Regions from separate parts of the Mus musculus genome. Here region 1 is linked to region 2. Evidence: chromatin contacts called from public Hi-C data. All regions are on one chromosome and are shown on one strand. The core of a region is the stretch at or near the end of the contact, and the rest is flanking DNA. Distances in the headings are between cores, read along the strand shown. Region 1 has its middle 150 kb from the start of Mir137. Region 2 overlaps Gm32344 (a long non-coding RNA gene).

Evidence for each region. Hi-C and Micro-C count contacts between places; a contact is called where the count stands out from the background.
Region 1: a contact with region 2 is called in a Hi-C map of the N1E-115 cell line, with 5 times the contacts expected there. The contact joins two enhancer-like sites. A contact is called at or near these places in 7 of 484 Hi-C or Micro-C datasets (the HPC-7 cell line, the N1E-115 cell line, embryonic stem cells and 1 more).

The regions. Positions count from the first base shown.
Region 1 is chr3:118,285,830-118,288,536 of GRCm38.p6, reverse strand. No RefSeq gene overlaps it. Among named protein-coding and RNA genes, the nearest start is that of Mir137, 150 kb to the left of the region's middle. Within about 2 kb of position 1,391, at least 3 of the 459 cell types and tissues checked have an H3K27ac peak or open chromatin away from gene starts, as enhancers often do. A contact at or near this core is called in the N1E-115 cell line, where this site is marked.
Region 2 is chr3:117,987,258-117,989,957 of GRCm38.p6, reverse strand. All of the region lies in intron 3 of Gm32344 (a long non-coding RNA gene), which reads right to left. Among named protein-coding and RNA genes, the nearest start is that of Gm32344, 24 kb to the right of the region's middle. Within about 2 kb of position 1,322, at least 5 of the 459 cell types and tissues checked have an H3K27ac peak or open chromatin away from gene starts, as enhancers often do. A contact at or near this core is called in the N1E-115 cell line, where this site is marked.

The DNA.
Region 1 (2,707 bases), core at 142-2,641, 300 kb before region 2:
GTTCTTGGTCCTATTAATGGTATCAGACGTGGGTTCTGTCTTGTGGAGTGGGTCAGGAATCAAATCAGAAAATGATTGGTTACTATGGTAACATTTGTGCCACTATTATACCAATGGGTTCATTTTGCCAGCCCAGGCATATTATAGTTCAAAGGATTGATAGGTTAAGACACATGATTCCCTTTATTCCCCAATATAATACCTAGCGTGTTCCAATAATATGAAATCTAGCCAGTAGGGATGAAGCTACCAGGTAAGTATCAGCTTTGCAAGTGTTTTCAGCAATAGGGTCCTCCCATCAAATGGAAAATCTTTATTCTTCCACGGCTCTTAATTTATCCTTTTGTTTTGTTTAATTATTTTGTGTTGCTTTGTTGTACCTTGAATAAATACTTTAATAATATATTTCATCTTACTGCGTCCTCATCTTGTGTCAAGGCTAGTTTTTTTTCCCTTTTATTCTCCTCTAAACGCTTATATTTTTATATGTAAAAGTCCATCTTACCCGTAGTTCTCATTTACTAGTTGTGTTTTGATCTGCACAGTTTCTATTATGTCATCAAGTAGGCTTCAAAAACATTACTTGAAAAATTCTAGAAAAATGAAATGTATGGTTTGAAATGGATGTCCTTCTGAGTACCAGGGTATGTTCTCATGTCATTCTGCTTGGTACACCCTGGGCTGCTCCCCAGCTGTTTCCCCGGATGATTTGTGCTGTGTATGCTGACTTCTCATTGGTACTGCCCCACTTATCACATTGACTGCTGCAGTGTTTCAGTACTTATATCCAGATAACATCCCTTTTACTTAATAAGGGCACTGATGTGTAAAACTAGTTAGACTGACAACCTTACTATATATATGGTTTAAAAGTATTTCATTTTAGTATTAGTTATTATTAATGATATTACTATTCAAATTTATAAATTAATCCTTTCCGTATGTGTAAATGTAGGATAGGACACAAGACAAGCAGAGCTTATTAGTTTCTGTGGTTTCAAACATTCACAAGAGTCTTGGAACAAATTTCTTTGACTATATGCACTTTCATGTGGTAATTGGATTCTAAATTGTCCACCAATGACTCAGCCTTTTATACAAAAACCTTTCATTGACTATAAGGAGATGTACCTATCTTTTAATCTATACATGACAAAGTTGACAGACCATTATCCCCACGATTTATAAGGCAGTGATAAAGAGACTTTGAAGAAATAATCACAGCCCTTAACCCCTTAACTTTAGGGTAATCCAAAGGAAATTTTTCTTGACTTTTCTAGCCAATCAAATCACTAAACGGAGGATTCAGTGAGACAGCAGAGACAGATGCTCCGCTTTTGCCAGAGGAAAGTAGCCTTGGTTTCTACAGCCAAAACAAAATGAATTTGCTAATAGCCAGTGAGCTTTGGCGCTATTCCAAAACCCCAGGCAATGCCATAATCTGGCCAACACTGTGATTGTAACCTAGGGGACTCTTAGAAGCAGATATAAATACCAGTGTCTTCTTTGGCACAAACTTTTTGAGATAGAAAATGCATGTTATGTTTAGCTAGTATGTTTATGACAAGATGTAACTTGGAAAATTAATACATGCAATTATCAATTCTTATTATTCCATTTCCCTTTCCTTTTCATAATTCCTTCTTGCTGTTTTTGAACACTGTTCTTTTTTTTCTATTTCCTTATTTCATTCCTATTAGTTTAGAGAGATTTTATAACTTCATACTTTTACTTCAATTTTTCTACATTAGATTTTGATCTAACTTTGATAGCTAATTACTATCTCTCTAGGAAGTCCATATAATCTTACTCATGAAAGTTTTGAGTTTAACCTTACTTAATTAGAAATACTCTTTTTAAAAGTTTTTGAGATTGTAATTATGCAATTTTCCTCTTCCATTTTCTCCTTCCAAACCCTCCCATGCATTTTCCCTTTGTCTTTAAAATCTTTCTTCTTTCATTATTCTCTCTCTCTCTCTCTCTCTCTCTCTCTCTCTCTCTCTCTCACACACACACACACACACACACTCATTCCTAAGCATATAATATAACTTATAATATGTTTGCTCCTCTTTTGTTCCAGACCTCATTTCAAAAATCCTGCTGCATGATGTACCTTTCCTACTTGGTGCTCAGCATTGATATCAACCCAAGTATTTGCTTAAGTTCTGCCATGAGGGTATTCTGTCTAGCCTCTCACTTCCTGAAAGAACTCACATCAAATACCCAACCCCAAGACCAGAATTCTCTTTTAAAACACTTTTTTTTATCTTGGCTCATTTTTTTAATTAATATTTTTTATTACATATTTTCCTCATGGGGGAATCTTTATTAGCCACAGGTTTCAACTGAATAACTCTTCTTAACTCTTTTTTTTTCCAAAGTAGCTCTTTTGTTTCTCCTTTTGTGTGTTCCAGATTGGGTTCAGATATCGGTTGGTCATCTTTCTTTACTTTCAAGAGCTCTTAGTTTCTAGTTAACAAAGCCAGTGTTTCCAATTTTATTTATTTGATCATCAAAAATTCTACTTCTGCAGCTTGACACATGAATTGTTCTTCATTTGCTCCATAAAACAGCAGAGTGGTAAGAAAACATCGAGAAATCCAGACAGCTTGGAATCAAACACATGTTAATAGCTGTGAGATTTTGGTGAATGAGTGGTGTCATTTGCCTAGCTTATTGGTTTGAAGAATGACGCTAATAATAG
Region 2 (2,700 bases), core at 73-2,572:
AGTAGAAAGAGAGAATATTCCAATTTATTTCAAAGGTTACACATCAAAATTGAATATGCAGCACAACTACATTATCGTATGGTCTAACTTTTACATAAGAAATAGGAGCTGGATCATAACCATTGTTTCCCTTCAACCCTGTGTGTTTTGATTTCTGTACTGTGAAACATGTCCCCATTGATTCTGAAATGGAATACAGTACCACAATGCAAACAAAGCAGGGAGGAAATGTGGTTGTTTGTGTTGCTCTTGTTTTTCCAACTGAGAAGTCTGATTCAAGTACGAGAGATCTGCGGAATTATTTCCTCAGTATCTCATCAAAAAAAAAAAAAAAAAAAAGCAGATTTCATTTCAGTTTTCAGTCTTTTTAAACCGAGAGAACACCGCCATCCTTCAGTGCTATCGTGGTTGAAACAACAATACAGCCATCACGTGGACAACAGCAAGAGAAAATTCTACTGGAAGAAGGGAAGGAAGATCGACCAATAGGGACATGTTAGTTATTTTGTAGCCAGGCCCCTGTCCTAAAGAGTTTCTCAGGAGAGGCTCCTTACAGCGCCTTTTGCTGTCTTCAGTTATCCTGGACATGCAGCTTCATACCCTAGCTCAGTAAGCCTTCCCATCTTCCACTTCTCATTTTGCACCAAGTGAATCGCAGCCAGGAGAGCCTCCTTTCTTCCTTCTCTTTCTCACTTGTCAAATGCACTTGTCAGAGAAACTCCAGTGCAGGGTGTTCACATCTAACCTAATTTATCCCTTTAATTCGCTGCATGGAGAGTGGAAGAGGTGGCAATATTTTCTCACTTGGTAGGGAAGCAGTTACTTTTTAGCAGATCCATACAAACATGCAAATATACATTTAATGTCTACAGCCCTTCAGGACATAGTGGAGCCTGGATTCAACACTGAGGTAATCACTGCATCTTAGCAGAGATAGAGCAGCCACCTTCTTCTGTGGCATTCCGTTCTGCTCCTAATCCCACCCCTGACATTATAGACATGGAAAAATGGCATGGTACATGGTTCCTCTGGAAATGCTGCTAGGAAGGGTCAGAACACAAACAGTTTTCCCTTGCAAACGGAGGATTTCAAATGAGGACTCTGGGTGCTTAAACCACAAATGCATTTCAACCAGATAGCACGGAGTCCAACACACCCTCTCCTGGCATCAGAGCCCCTTATGATGCAAGAATATTCAATACAAGAATAGCTAGCTCCTGCCGCTTTTGAAGCAGCCTCTGATCTCCATGTCTCTAATGCCTGCTCTCATGTGTACTTCCATGGGTTCCTGAGATAACTGACAACGTGGCTTCTGGGGACTTCAAAGCCAGGTTATCTGCCTTGTCTGATAGAAGGGAATTTAAGGAATGGCAACAATGAAGCCTGCACAGCGCTGGATACTGGAAATGGAAGCTAACAAGTCTGAAAGGATGTATATAGAAACAGAAAGTTCTATCTGTCCATGAGACAGTCCATGTAGACGTGCTCTGTGTCTCTGCCAACAAACCCCTTCCAGGTTTACTGGCTTGTCCTAAATTTGGCAGATTGGCACAGATGCACAAGTATGGTAAAAGATACTTTGATGGATTATTCATTTTCTTGTTTGTCTTCTCTCTCTCTCTCTCTCTCTCTCTCTCTCTCTCTCTGTGTGTGTGTGTGTGTGTGTGTGTGGTGTGTGTGTGTGTGTATGCTTTTATGTATGTGAGGCCAAAGGACAAACTCCGATGTGGATTCTTTTTTTTTTTCCATTTTTTATTAGGTATTTAGCTCATTTACATTTCCGATGCTATACCAAAAGTCCCCCATACCCACCCACCCCCACTCCCCTACCCACCCACTCCCCGTTTTTGGCCCTGGCGTTCCCCTGTACTGGGGCATATAAAGTTTGCGTGTCCAATGGGCTTCTTGATTCCATCTTACTTGGGACTGAGTTTCTTACTTTTCTGCTACATTTATTTGTCTATAGAGCACACAGGTTTCACAGAAATTCTCTAGATTCTGCCTCCCATCTCCTTGGGATTATGGTTGTTTCAGATATAAGTCTAACTTTAGCTTCCATCCTGAAGATTATAATTCTGGTCCTCACATTGACACAACAAGCATGTTTGCCTACTAAACCACCACCCAGCTTTAGAATGTTCATTCAATAGCTGAAAAGCAAGAGTGAACGAGTCCCAAACACCTGTGACTCTAGTTCCAGAGAAGATAACATCTCTGGAGTACACACACACACATACATACATAAATGAAAATATTTGAAGAGTGTGTCTGCTTTTACGGACTATATTTAACAAGCTGTCATTTTTATTAGATATTTTCTTCATTTACATTTCAAATGCTATCCCAAAAGTCACCTATACACTCCCCCCCTCTCCCCTGCCCTGATCCCCTACCCACCCACTCCCACTTCTTGGCCCTGGTGTTCCCCTGTACTGGGGCATATAAACTTTGCAAGACCTAGGGGCCTCTCTTCCCAGTGATGGCTGACTAGGCCATCTTCTGCTACATATGCAGCTAGAGACATGAGCTCTGGGGGTACTGGTTAGTTCATATTGTTGTTCCACCTATAGGGTGGCAGTAACAAGCTATCTTATATTACACTAGCTTCAGCTTATGGTTTTCCTCATTTATTCTCCTGAGTAGATGTATATTTGGTATCTTCTCAATGCTGAAAACTTAGATTAATAATTAGACACTCAA